Linked DNA regions of Mus musculus: regions 2, 3, 4 and 5 are each linked to region 1. A link is a contact called in public HiCAR-type and HiChIP or PLAC-seq data. All regions are on one chromosome and are shown on one strand. Each heading gives the region's core, a stretch centred on a gene start, on an enhancer-like site or on the middle of the called end of the contact. The rest is flanking DNA. Distances are from core to core; before and after follow the strand shown.

Region 1 (2,561 bases), core at 16-2,515:
GCCTGTGTCTGTATGTGTGGACATACATGCAGTGTCTGCTGTCTATCCATTGTGTGGGGCTCCCAGCAGGGGGATAGAACTCAGGCTATCACCAGGCCGGGTAGCAAGCACCTTTACTTGGTAAGCCATCTCACTGGTCCAGTCTTTAAGCAAACGTTCCAAGACTCAGTCTTACTTACCAGCAGGACTAAGAGTCAGTTATAGGCTGTAAATAAAGGTTTTGGTTTTAGTTTCTTTTCTTTTCTTTTCTTTTCTCTTCTTCTTTTCTTTCCCTTTCTTTCTTTCTTTTTCTTTTTTCCTTTCCTTTTTTTTTTTTTTTTTTTTTTGAGACAGGGTCTCACTATGCAGCCCTGGCAGAACTCACTGTGTCGACTACACTGGTTTCGAACTCACAGAGATTCGCCCGCCTCTGCCTCCCAAGAGCTGGGATTAGTGGCATGTGCCACTAAAGATGTGTTTAGTTTTATGTGTATGGATGCTTTGCGTTCATGGAGGTCTGTGCACCCTGTGTGTGTGCAGTAGCCCTGGAGGCCAGAAGAAGGTGCCGGATCCACGAGGAACTAGAGTTACAGATTGTTAGGAGACACAAGGTGGGTGCTGGGAATCGAGCCCAGAACCTCTGACTAGCAGCCAGTGCTCTTAACTGTGGAGTTATCTCTTCAGTCCTTAAAATAATAATAATAATAATAAGAAGAAGAAGAAGAAGAAGAAGAAGAAGCAGCAGCAGCAGCAGGGCGGTAGTGGCGCACGCCTTTAATCCCAGCACTTGGGAGGCAGAGGCAGGCGGATTTCTGAGTTCGAGGCTAGCCTGGTCTACAAAATGAGTTCCAGGACAGCCAGGGCTACACCGAGAAACCCTGTCTCGAAAAAAACCAAAAATAAATAAATTTTAGTAATTTTTGTTTTAAGAAGAGACAGAAAAGTGAGATACCAAGAGAGGGAGAGGAGGCCGAGACTGTTACACTTGACGCCTGGGTCCTGAGAAGATGGCAAGAAGGGAAGATTTAGACCCTGGTGACCTGGATTAGGAACCCAGTTTGGGGCCGGAACCTCGGAGTCTAGGGTTCCAGTTTCCCGGTGGAACCCCTCCAGCCATAGGAACCACCATCCCTCCACGCATCTCAACAACAAACCGCTGTCAAGTGAAAGGCCCGCTTGGCCGGATTTCCGGGGGCGGAACCGGCAGCCACCCCCGCCCAGCTTGCCCAGTTAAAAGGCGGCGGCGGGAGAGGGAGGGAACTCGCTGTCTCGCGAGAGTTGGGCTACCGAGTCCTCAGTGAACCGGCCATGGAGGGCGAGCGGGCGCCGCTGTTGGGTTCGCGGCGTCCGGCAGTGTCGGCGGCGTCCGCGGTGTTCGCGGGGCGGCGTGCGGCGTGCGGGGCGGTGCTGTTGGCCGAGCTGCTGGAGCGCGCGGCCTTCTACGGCGTCACGGCCAACCTGGTGCTGTTCCTGAATGGCGCGCCGTTCGACTGGGAGGGCGCGCAGGCCAGCCAGGCGCTGCTGCTCTTCATGGGCCTCACCTATCTGGGCTCGCCGTTCGGGGGCTGGCTCGCCGACGCCCGCCTCGGCCGGGCCCGCGCCATCCTGCTCAGCCTGGCCCTCTACCTGCTGGGCCTGCTGGCCTTCCCGCTGCTGGCCGCGCCCCGCTCGCGCTCCTTCCTCTGCGGGGACCCGCGGCCCGAGCTCGTGCGCAACTGCTCGGCGCCCTTCCCCAACGGGTCAGCGTCGTGTCCCGAGAACGCCGCGCGCCGCTGTGCCCCCGCCACCTTCGCGGGGCTCGTGCTCGTGGGTCTCGGGGTGGCCACGGTCAAGGCCAACATCACGCCCTTCGGCGCCGATCAGGTGAGCCGGACCCGCTCAGGTCTTCCCGGGTTTGGGGACCACCACCCCCCCCCCCCCCGCCGCACCTCCTGCGCACCACGGCTACCCGAACCTAAGCGTTGACTTTAACAACGCTGGGGACACGGGGGAACTGGCACGGTAGCCTGTGTATCATCTGCACCTCCTGTCCCCCAGGGTTCTTCCACTGATTGGAAAAAAGGAGCCACCCCAAACACCTAAGCCTACATCCCCACTTGCCTCTGCACCTATGCGCAATCGATCGGAAAGCACAGGGCTGCCCACCAAGCTTCCCAACCCATAGACCTGCACCCCACATCGCCTCAGATCTAGAGAAAGGTTAAGGTGAGGGAGAGGAATTTCCCAACCCAGGGAATCTCCCTTGTAGTGCAGAGAAGAAGGCCACCTGCCTCTGATCCCTCCTTGTTAGTGGAGGTGAGGAAGGAGACCTGCTCTTCCCTTGGAGAGTGGCAGGAGGAAACCCATCTGCTCCAACACCCGAGTGGGTAGGAGGAAGGGCAAGACTCCCTCTAATGCGTGTGGGGAGGAAGCCCATGAGTAGAACCCATTCCACACCTGGCACTAGGTCCAGGACTGAGTAAGAGGGAGTAACAGCCCCTTCCCCTCCCCTGTGCGCACCGCTGTCCACATCTGCTCTTGCATCTGGTAGGGGACTGTAGGAGGGGAGAGAACAACACCCACCCTCTGCTCTGGGGGAGCTT
Region 2 (2,561 bases), core at 33-2,532, 2.1 Mb after region 1:
AGGAAGGATCCGGAGACAGATCCTGGGAGCCAAGACAGACATTGATGCCAACGGAGACAAGGGGATCCCTGCAATTAGAGGGGTAACGGAGGTGAAAATGAAGAAGACAATCAACCAACCAACTCGAACTGAAAACCCCAGGCAAACACCTGAGAAGGGGGGCAGAGCAGGTGGAGGGACTAAGCAAGCCCCATGGATCCCTGGGAACGGCATATGGACAAGAACCTCGCCTGCCAAGGGCCTCTGCCCCACCCATAATCACACAGACCAGGGTGGTGGCTGGAAGCAGGATCTGTTTAGAGCTGGGGTAAGAAAGGACTCTACCTTAATTAACTTTAAAGGAAGGAGGAGGAACGAACTCTGACCTTTTCAGGAACCTGAAATTTCAAGCTGGTCCCTAGCAAAAGGCAGATGGAGGGAGCCTGTCACATGAAACCCGTGAACTCAAAAAGAACTGCAGATAAGGCCCGAAGGAAGCCCCCAACGAATGGAAGTCAAGACCTCAGGAGACATTTCCCAAGCAGGCAAGCCTAGCAAAAGATCGGAGGAACCAGAGGGTGTCTGCCACTTCCAGAGGGTGACTCGCCTGCAGAAAGGGGGCCTCTACAGGCCAGGCGGTGATGCTTCCCAAAACAGTGAAGGAAACATCATCAGAAGACCAGCACCTCCTAGAGGAGGGCCCAGAGCCAGGGGGCTCCCCCAACCCAAAGACAGGGACACTAGCCATCCATCCATCAGAGGCCCACGGCAACATCTAGGAGAACCTCTCTAGAGGGGGACCCCCAAGGCAACGAGGATCCCCCAATCCCTGTGCCATTCATCAAGGTACCTAAGTAGGGAAAGGGAGGGACCTCCCTAGAGGGGTACCCCCAAAGCAGGGGGCTTCCCCGACTGTAAGACAGGAACACTGGTCGGATATCCATCCAACAGAGGCTTATCCCAACAGCTAGCAGGGACCTTCCTAGGGCGGTCCTCCCTGGAGGGAACAGCTTCCGGGAAGGCCCGTGACGGGGGGGGGTGCACTAGCCGCGTGCCCCGTACTCACCAAGCGCCAGGCCGCAGGCGGTACCCACGGCCGCCCGGAAGCGGTCCATCTGCGTGTCCTTCTTGCTGTCAGGCTCCCACATCACCTGGCACTCCATGATCTCCTCGCGCTCGAGCCGCGCCAGCTTGGACATGGTTGCGGAGCTGCGTGGCCGGGGCTGCCGGGCTTTGGCTGAGAGCGGAGAGCGCAAGGCGTGGAGCGGATCAGCGGTGCGCCGACGAACCACAGCGCGAGACTGAACCAGCGCCGGCGCGGCCTGTGGGACATCCGGCCTGGTCACACCCCCAGCAGCCTTCGCCACGCCTCCAGAAAGCCACGCCTCTTGAGACCACGCCCTCTTCTGTAACCCTCCGCCGCGCCGCGCCTGCAAAAGGTGCGCTTGCTGCCAAAAAGAGTGCCTCGCCTGCGCAGGCGCGATAAGCATGTTCCACGCCCTCACTTATTGCACAACTTACCGGGTGTTGCTCTGTTTACTTATTGCCCTCGTTCGTTCGTTCATTCATTCACTTATTCAAATTAAGTTGCTCCTCCAACACTCACTTTAGCTGCGGAGATGTCTTAAGCCTAAAACGCGTGCAGAAGACCTCTAAAATGCGTGTCCGTGTCGCGTGTGCTCACTCACAGGGATGCTGTAGCAGGGATACATGGGGTATATAATGTAACATAAGATACTGAGTGAGTGAGACCTCAAGTCTATCGTCAAGACTGAAAATAAAAGCGTTAAGCACAGGACATTCTGGGGCAAGCCTGAAACCCAGCACTTTAAAGACTAAGACAGGAGGATGACAGTAAGTTCCACTCCAGCATGGACCTCAAAGCAAAACCCTGTAATCGGAATACTTGGGAGGTAGAGGTGGGAGAGGCGTCTGGGCTTTAAGATTATTCTTGTAACAGAGTGAGTTCAAGACTAGCCGGGGCGCCGGGCGTGGTGGCGCACACCTTTCTTTAATCCCAGCACTTGGGAGGCAGAGGCAGGTGGATTTCTGAGTTCGAGGCCAGCAGAGAAACCCTGTCTCGAAAAACCAAAAAAAAAGAAAGAAAAGAAAAGAAAAGAAAAAGACTAGTCCGGGCAAACTTTAAAAAGCCATGTGTTAAAACTAAAAGAAAAGAGAGGGCTAGGGATGTGACTCCATGTTGCTCACAGTGGCTTGCAGGTGACAGAAGGGAGCTTTAGGAAATCTTGCAGGTTTCCGAACAAAGAGAGGAGTCAGTGTCCAGGGCCCCCCAAGCAAGAATACTGTGTCCTGTGGGGTGTGCACGTTCAACTAACTGAAAAGGCCCAGGTCTTTGAAAAGGCCCAGGTCTTTGGTACTATAGCCCTGGAGTAGCAAAGTCAGTGAACGAAACGGTAGCAGCTTAAGTTCGTCCTGGGGGAACATCAGAGATGCTGGCTTTGAATCTGGGGGAGAGCATCAGAAGGTTCCTACAGAGAGAACGCATGCTCAGATCCTACTATGATGAGAACCTTCTGGATGCTAATAGTCTTGTCAGTCCATTTGGTACTTTGCTGTCTACC
Region 3 (2,561 bases), core at 18-2,517, 2.1 Mb before region 1:
GATGAACGGACTATTGACATTATGTGTCTGTAAGCACCTAAAATAAAACAAGAAAATACCCTCAAAGCTTAACATTGTTAAGACACAGTCTTGCCCCCTTTCCCCTATCCATTAACAAACCAATGGCTTTGTTTCATTTTTTTGAAGTTTACCTTTCTCCACGGTAGCCCAGGCTTGCCTTAAATTGGGAGATGTTTCTACATTAGCCTCCCATGAGTTGGGCTAGAGCGATACCTAAGCAGCTAAGCACTGGTTGCTCTTCCAGAGGACCTGGGTGCAGTTTCCAGCACCCTTATGGTGGCTCAAAACCTCTGTAGCACCCGTTACAGGGGATCCTCTGAAATTATACACAGGCTGGTGCCACAATACCCCATTTAAACTAGCCTTCAGATGGTTAGAGCTTATCAAGTGAATTTTGTCAGGAGCAATGCCTGTGTCCAGTAGTCATTTTTTCTACTTTTCTGAAACAGCCAGGCCAGAGGTCCTTAAAGGTCTTATCTTTATAATAGTTACAAAGTAGAAAATGGATCTAACCCTCATATTCCCTATACAGAAAAGTTAGGAATAACATGGCCTGCTCACAAGTGTTTCGAGGAACTATTAGTGTGTAAGCACACAAGTAAACTGGTCACACTGGAGTCCCTCTATCCAAATGAGGAAGGATACAGTGGGAAAATAAGCAGTTAAGAGACCAGCTAACTTAATCATTCGGAAAAATTCCCCTGCTACTGATCACAGAAGCTCTACAGAGCAAAGCTCTTCTACCTACAGGTACCTACGAGCTCACTAGAAGACAAGTCACCTTATTTACTCTTTACCCACTATTATTTGTGCTGTAACCATTTAGAAACACCTTGTCACTTGGTAACCTTTCTTGGAACTGGTCCCGGGTTAGGGAGTATTACTAATAAACGGGGTTGTTTGAAGCGCTCAACTCTCGAGTCTGCGGTGTTGATTCCTTGTCGTTACCAGGGCACGATCTCGAGGCCACAGCACTTACTGCAGCTGTCTGTCTCAGTTACAGCCTGCTACTGTACACACAAGGGCTCACGGCAAGACCTCGGCCGGTGAGCCAGGTTCCTGTAGAGGAAAGACGAGACTATGACTCGGGGCCGCTCTGAGAATCAGTCGCTACCGAAACCACCAGGGAAACTGACACGGGACGCAGCACTGCTGACCCCCAGAACCCAGACCTGGTTGACACCCTCGCTCACCTCCGGAGTCCACCACAAGGCCGGCGGAGCATGGGCGCAGCGTGATGACGCTCACGGTGCGCTAGCCCCACCCCTCCCATTTCACAGGGCGCCAGTCCTGTCAGTCTTGGGCGGGGCTAAAGATAAGAACGCGCCCAATCTATTTGAACAAGCACCTCCCGGCGGAAGTCCTGGGGCTAATTGTATCCCGCTTATTCTTTTTTTATAGGCACTGCAATAGATGCGCAGGAGGGTCCTACCTTTTCCGATTCCATTTTGTTTCCTGCTCTTTTGATTTCCCAGGAATAGATTGGACATGTCTTCAAATCAAAGGGCCTTGTATTTGTCAGACAGAAACTCCTTTTCTTTTCTTTTCTTTTCTTTTCTTTTCTTTTCTTTTCTTTTCTTTTCCTTTCCTTTCCTTTCCTTTCCTTTCCTTTCCTTTCCTTTCCTTTCCTTTCCTTTCCTTTCCTTTCCTTTCCTTTCCTTTCTTTTCTTTTCTTTTCTTTTCTTCAGTCTCACACTACATCTGCCTTGCCTCCGCCTTTCCAGGGTTGGATTACAGGCTTGATCTACAATAATTTCTAATATCCTGTTGCACAGTGTAATATTTGCATACATCAAAGCAGCAGATACAGGTGGTTTGGAATATTTTTAAGGCAAAGATGTGATAAGTGTATGGATATGCCAACTACCCTGACATTACTGTATGTGTGCACTGCAATATCACAGTGTATCTCATAAAGATGTATAATATGTAGGTCAAAAAATTTCAAGTTAATATTAAAGGGGGACGTGGTGGCACAGAAATATGGTCAAATGGCCAAGGGCTTTTCTTTCATGCACCATGTCCTAGAAACAATCCCCAGTATTAAAATAACAACAATAAAACAACGCATCAATCTGTCCAACCCTTTTTTTTTTTTTAGCAAACATTTATGGAATATATATTCTAAGAATCTGTTAGGCATTGCAGGGAAAAGATGAATAAAAGGGAGACAAAAGTCTATTAGAGGCAAGTGAGAAACAACCAAACCAGTTATGAAGTAGGTAATAAAAGAGTGTAAATACAGAGAACATTTCTTTACACACACACACACACACAAGCACATACAAATGAAAAAAAAAGAAAAACTCAAGCCGTTCAGATAGCTCAGCAGGTGAAGATTCTTACCACCAAGCCTGATTGTCCAATTTCAATTCTCACAATCACATGGTGGAAGGAAGAACCTAGTCCCCAAAACTGTCCTTCAGTTTCCACTTTGTTCTGTGGCTTATGCACACACACACACACACACACACACACACACACACACACTATACTCACACACACACTGTGATGGTTTGTATATGCTTGGCCTAGAGAGT
Region 4 (2,561 bases), core at 37-2,536, 2.1 Mb after region 1:
GGAGCCGCAAAGTTGAGGGTGCATTTTTCCTTCCGCGTTCTGGGTATCTGTACGGTCGGTTTTTGTTTTAAGGAATGGGAAGCGAAGCTCTCAGTCTAAAGCTACCTGCTCCCAAAACGTGGGCTTTAAAGGTCTGGAGAACACAGCCCTCATACGCACATGAACAGGGCTCGTGACTGTCGCTTCTTCCCAGCCTTTGGGATTGTCTCTACTTGCCTGGGGTGGGGGAGGGGGGTACTGTCATTTTAGGATAAGCTTCCTCTACAACCAACACGTAGCAACACCGAGGTGGCTGAACCTAGCCAACTCCATCCCAGGCTGCAAACAGCATATAACTGGCTATTCTGACTTCCCCCATTCGCGGGGTTTAGGCGACAGCTGCGCAGGTGCCAGTCTGGAGCCAGACTCCCGGATCCCGGGGCGAGGGCTCTGAACACCTTCACGTTAGACATCACTAGGTGCCTGAGCGGACCACGCTCCCGGGTCCTGCTAGACCACGTATGGGTCAGGGTGCTGGGACGACCCGCGCTTCCAGAGGGTGAGCGGCAGGGTCACCTGGCTGCCTGCGGAAGCTACTTTGGGAGACAGCGGGAGCCACTTGGGGGAGCGGGTAGCTTTGGGAGGCTGGAAACAGAGGGGCAACCAGGCGCGGGAAGGACTGCAGCCAAGCCAGACATGGCCAGCCCAGACGACCTCCAGGCCCCGCAGGTGTCCAGACAACAGGACAGCAATCCACGGACGCTGGGCCACTACATCTCCAGCAGACCCCGGGGCCCGGGTGCCAGGCAGCGTAAGGAGGGGTATTTCAGGGAGCCCTGCCTGTGGCTCCCGGAGCCCCAAAAGGATCCAAAGGGCAGCTGGGACTGGAGAGGAGGCAAAGGGGACGCGCGCGGGGTTTGGGCCGCCCGGGGCTCCCCAGACCCGCCAAGAGCAGGAGGCGGCGGCCGCCCGGGACTTGGGACCCAGGCAGCAACTTTGCGCGCGGGGTCGGGGAGGGGACGCGGCCGCGTTACCTGCGCAGCGGAGCGCGCTCAGCGCCAGCAGCAGCCCGAGCGACGCGGCCGGGGCCCGCATGGTCCTCCCGGGAGCCGGCGCCGGGCTCCGCTCGCTCCTGCGCCGCCGCCTCCCGCACCTCTCAGCTCCGCGCTCGGCCGCCGGCTGCAGACGGCGCCCGGGCTCAGCGCGCGCCCGCCCTGCACTTGGCCGGAGTTGCGCGGCCCCCGCCGGCGCCGCGGCTCCTGCGCCCCAGCGCGCGTCCCATCCCGCCGCCGCCTCGGCCAGCGCCAGCTGCCGGCCGCCCCTCCAGCCAGCGCGAGAGTGAGCGAGCCGAGCAGGGAGGAGGGGAGGGAGGAGGGAGGAGGAGGGGAGCAGCCAGGAGGGAGGAGGAGGGAGGAGGACAGGAAAGGAGGAGGAGGAGGGAGAAGGGGAAGGGAGGAGGAAGGAGGAGGGAGAGGAGGAGGAGGAATGGGGCTAGAAGAAGAGGGAGGAGGATGGAGTTAGGGAAGGAAGGAGATGAAAGGAGGAAAGGAAGGGGAGAAGAAGAGGAATAGGGAAGAGAGGAAGAGAGAGGAGGAACATACCCAGAGATGTTAAAGAATAGAAAAAGAGGAGGCAGGGAGGTGTCCTCCCCCCCCCCCAGTCCCCTCCCCTCCTCCGGGCCAAGACACCAGGCGGCCACCCAGCGGTTAAGCGTCAGGATGTGTCACTCACTCCCAGGGGAGAGCACAGGGCCGCCAAGGCCTGTGGAGACCCGAATAGGTAGTCGGGCAGGGACAGAGAGAGCGTTTAGAGTGCGGAGCGGGTTCCCAGGGAGTGTTGGGAGGGAGCGCAACGCTGGGCGTCCCCGGGGTTGAGAAGGCAAGCAAGCTACCGGAGAGGCCCGCAGAGGAGGCATCTGTGAGGGATAGATTGCTGCGCGCAGACTAGGGCACGTGATAGATGTGGTGTGGCCTGAGAGCCCGCAAGAGTATCTACCAGCCTCAGGCAGATCAGAGCGCTCTTTCTGTGCTAAGGAGTGGGGAGAGGAGGCACGGCTCCGCCACCAAGGCAGGTCGTCCGATATGTCCACGAAGTGGGCCAGGCTTCAGCCCGGCGTGGGAAGAGAGTCCCAGCTTACAGGGACCAAGAAACTACAGTCCCTTTGAATGCACAGCCTAGTCCAGGCGACAGGTTGAAACAGGGAAGCTCCGAGGTGCTTCTCTGAGAGGCCCTGGAAGTTCCCTTCACCAGGCTGCAAAGCCAGACAGAGGCTGTGGTGTCTAAACACCTGAATTAGAGTCTGGGTTCTGCTCAACCTGCCACCAGTTTCTGGTGTCCTGGCTTGGCGTAGAAAAATGGGTCAGAAGCCGGGAGTGGTGGCGCACGCCTTTAATCCGAGCCCTCGGGAGGCAGAGGCAGGCGGATTTCTGAGTTCGTGGCCAGCCTGCTCTACAAAGTGAGTTCCAGGACAGCCAGGGCTATACAGAGAAACCTTGTCTCGAAAAACCAAAAAAAAAAAAAAAAAAAAAAAAAGAAAAAGAAAAAGAAAAAGAAAAAGAAAGAGAGAGAGAGAAAGAAAGAAA
Region 5 (2,561 bases), core at 21-2,520, 2.1 Mb before region 1:
CCTTTGATTCAGTCATATGTGCAAGTGAGTCTTTCATCTCCAAACTGAAGATTCTTCATGCGTACTCTACTGTAGGAAACCACTGGGGGAAAAGCTGAGCAATGTAAGCTGAAAATAATTCTATGTAAGCTGAGCAAGCCAGTAAACAGCACTCCACTATGGCCTCTGCATCAGTTCCTGCCTCCAGGTTCCTGCCCTTTTTGAGTTCCTGTCCTGTTTCCTTCAGTGATGAAGAGTGCTCTAGAAGTGTAAGCAAAACAAACCCTTTCCTCCCCAAGTTGCTTTGGTCATGGTGTTTCACAGCAATAGTAACGCTAAGACATACACCATAGTCAAACTAGAAATATCCAAAGATTAACTGAAAATCAAGAGAGAAATAAGCAAAATCAACACATATCTAGCAAAGTATGATCTCAGTTACAGAAATAATCTAATCAGAATTAGAAATTTAAAAGTGAAGCCAGAGGTTGTGGCATACACCTTTAATCCCAGCGCTTGGGAGCAGAGGCAGGTGGATTTCTTAGTTTAAAGCCGCCATGATCTACAGAGTTCCAGAACAGCCAGAGATACACAGAGAAACCCTGTCACAACAAACAAACAAACAAACAACAAGTTTCTTTAAAGTCAAAGAAAAAGACTATCAATATAGGATTCTGTATTCATCAGCGCATTCTTTCCAGAACAAAGTGGGAGTCAGGTTGCCCTGACATGCCATGATATCTAATACATATCTAACAGGGGTTTGAAGCAACTATATGGAAATGCAAAAAAACAAAAACAAAAACAAAAACAAAAAACAAAAAACAAAAAACAAAAAACAAAACAAAAACATTGTACAAAATTCTTAAGAGAATTGTCAAAAATAATCTATACAGCAAAGACCTATCATTTTTGTCCCTACTCAGCCTGGAAGTGATAACTTGCAGTGTTAATCAAGGCTGTGGGATGCCAAAAGTGGTCTGCATCCAGGTCCCTTAGACTGAGAACTACCATGGAGACAGACTTCATTCTGTCTTGGCGGGCTTTGGGTGGGGTGCCACCATCACTGGAGACCGTTTCCTATTTGCACCTCCGGTCCAGCTCTTGCCAGCCAGCCTGTTGCCCTCACCACTTGGACTCCCAGGGAGGATTATTCCTAGCCACCTCGGAACCCAAACACTCTCCGGGTCACCGCGGAACCCGGAGACCCGGGAACCCAGATACCCCGGAACGGAAGCCTGCGGAAACCGGAGACCAGAGAACCCGGACACTCTGGAACGGGACACCGCGGAAAAGATCCGTTCCGGAATCGGGACAAGGTGAGTCCGGGCTCGGCCTCCGAGCAGGGAGGTGGTTTTTGTAGATGCAGCGGTGCGGGATCGGCGGCCAGTCCCGGGTCGGGTCGAGTTCTCTAGGGCATCTGTCAGCTCGCGGCGAGGGCCCAAGGCTGGCAGCCCGATGGCGGGATACTGGGGACATCCCGACTCCCCGTGTGCCGGTCCTGCCCGAGAAAAGCCCTGAGCTGGGGTCCGCACCCACTTCTCCCCAGCGGCCTGCACCTTGGACAGTAAATTCCTACGAATTTCCCATGTCTTCACATTAAACTGTCCCCGCGTATCAAACAAATTCTTGTGCTTTTTATATTTCTGCCCCCCCCCGCCCCCGTGCACATCGGGTAGCAATGCAAAAGGACTTGTTTTGTGTTCGTGAACCGTGCGTCTGTGCAGAAAGCACTGGACAGCTATTAATTAGAATCCTAGTAAAACTTTTCACGTCACTCCTTCTCCCTAGGCACGGGCACTTTAGCACGAAAAACCTTTGGGTTGAGCTTTCCCCTGGCTGATTTCAGAGGTGATACATATGCCTTTTTTCTTTTTCTTTTTTCTTTTTTTGGTACTGGATTTCAGTACTTCTGACCTCAAGCGCAGGTACTAGGTGCTACCGGTGCCATGTCCCAGATTAGGAGTTGTTAAGGTCCCTGGGATTCTGTCCTCGGCGGATCTGTGAGCCTGCAGCCTTTAAGGCTGGTTACCAAAGGGATACAGGGACTGTTTTATTTACATATCTTGGCTACTGTAATATTATAACTGTGTCCTCATCTTGGTATATTTACTCTCTATTGTGACTTATGGGTCATACAGTAAGCCAGCTTTAACTTTTTTTTCAAGAGCTTTCACGTTATTTAAAAATTCATATACTCACCTTGCCAATAGTTCCCAAGGACTGCCCCTCCCTGTGTTTATGTTCCCTAGACCCCCCTCCCCCCTTTTGTTTTTTCTTTAATGACAGACATCTCTTCAAGTAGCCCATTCTGGCCTGGAAGTTTCCTTTTTTTTTTGGTTGATGCCTCCTGAGTGCTGGGTTAGCTTTTTGGTAAGAGCTCCCAGTCCTGGGTTTAATCGTTGTTGCAAATAAATGAGAGTCCATGCTTTGACATAGCTCCTGGAAGCATATACTAGAAACACTTCAGGACTGTACAGGGACCTGTGATTTCTAGCTTTTTTACCTCATGACTACTACCCTGTGACTGTGCTTACACGTGTGTGTATAGTTATTCACTGCCTGAGGTCTAGGGAGACTTT

What was found. HiCAR-type assays count read pairs that join an accessible place to other places. HiChIP or PLAC-seq counts read pairs in DNA pulled down with a chosen protein or histone mark.
Region 2: a contact with region 1 is called in a HiCAR-type map of astrocytes, with 6 times the contacts expected there. The contact joins the promoter of Aacs here to the promoter of Slc15a4 in region 1. A contact is called at or near these places in 6 of 39 promoter capture datasets (the C10 cell line, embryonic stem cells, hippocampal neurons and 3 more), 1 of 484 Hi-C or Micro-C datasets (B cells) and 5 of 115 datasets of contacts at active chromatin or transcription factors (the 230-238 cell line, astrocytes, bone marrow-derived dendritic cells and 2 more).
Region 3: a contact with region 1 is called in an H3K4me3 HiChIP or PLAC-seq map of pro-B cells, with 8 times the contacts expected there. The contact joins the promoter of Mrps17 here to the promoter of Slc15a4 in region 1. A contact is called at or near these places in 5 of 39 promoter capture datasets (the 3T3-L1 cell line, the C10 cell line, the HPC-7 cell line and 1 more), 1 of 15 datasets of contacts at CTCF or cohesin (large pre-B cells) and 2 of 115 datasets of contacts at active chromatin or transcription factors (bone marrow-derived dendritic cells and pro-B cells).
Region 4: a contact with region 1 is called in an H3K27ac HiChIP or PLAC-seq map of epiblast stem cells, with 27 times the contacts expected there. The contact joins the promoter of Tmem132b here to the promoter of Slc15a4 in region 1. A contact is called at or near these places in 1 of 15 datasets of contacts at CTCF or cohesin (large pre-B cells), 2 of 484 Hi-C or Micro-C datasets (both in B cells) and 7 of 115 datasets of contacts at active chromatin or transcription factors (astrocytes, bone marrow-derived dendritic cells, bone marrow-derived macrophages and 4 more).
Region 5: a contact with region 1 is called in an H3K27ac HiChIP or PLAC-seq map of bone marrow-derived dendritic cells, with 5 times the contacts expected there. The contact joins the promoter of Zfp11 here to the promoter of Slc15a4 in region 1. A contact is called at or near these places in 3 of 115 datasets of contacts at active chromatin or transcription factors (bone marrow-derived dendritic cells, large pre-B cells and stem cell-derived neural progenitor cells).

Annotation. Positions count from the first base shown.
Region 1 is chr5:127,616,096-127,618,656 of GRCm38.p6, reverse strand. It overlaps Slc15a4 (solute carrier family 15, member 4), which reads left to right and starts at 1,265. Exons shown (of 8, transcript NM_133895.1): 1 at 1,265-1,842. The coding sequence starts at 1,288.
Region 2 is chr5:125,474,594-125,477,154 of GRCm38.p6, reverse strand. Aacs (acetoacetyl-CoA synthetase) reads right to left here and starts at 1,282. Exons shown (of 18, transcript NM_030210.2): 1 at 1,046-1,282. The coding sequence starts at 1,178.
Region 3 is chr5:129,714,203-129,716,763 of GRCm38.p6, reverse strand. Mrps17 (mitochondrial ribosomal protein S17) reads right to left here and starts at 1,267. Exons shown (of 4, transcript NM_001356959.1): 1 at 1,215-1,267; 2 at 1,001-1,080; 3 at 1-37. The coding sequence starts at 20.
Region 4 is chr5:125,531,143-125,533,703 of GRCm38.p6, reverse strand. It overlaps Tmem132b (transmembrane protein 132B), which reads right to left and starts at 1,286. Exons shown (of 9, transcript NM_001190352.1): 1 at 1,014-1,286. The coding sequence starts at 1,074.
Region 5 is chr5:129,668,797-129,671,357 of GRCm38.p6, reverse strand. It overlaps Zfp11 (zinc finger protein 11), which reads left to right and starts at 1,270. Exons shown (of 3, transcript NM_172462.4): 1 at 1,270-1,298.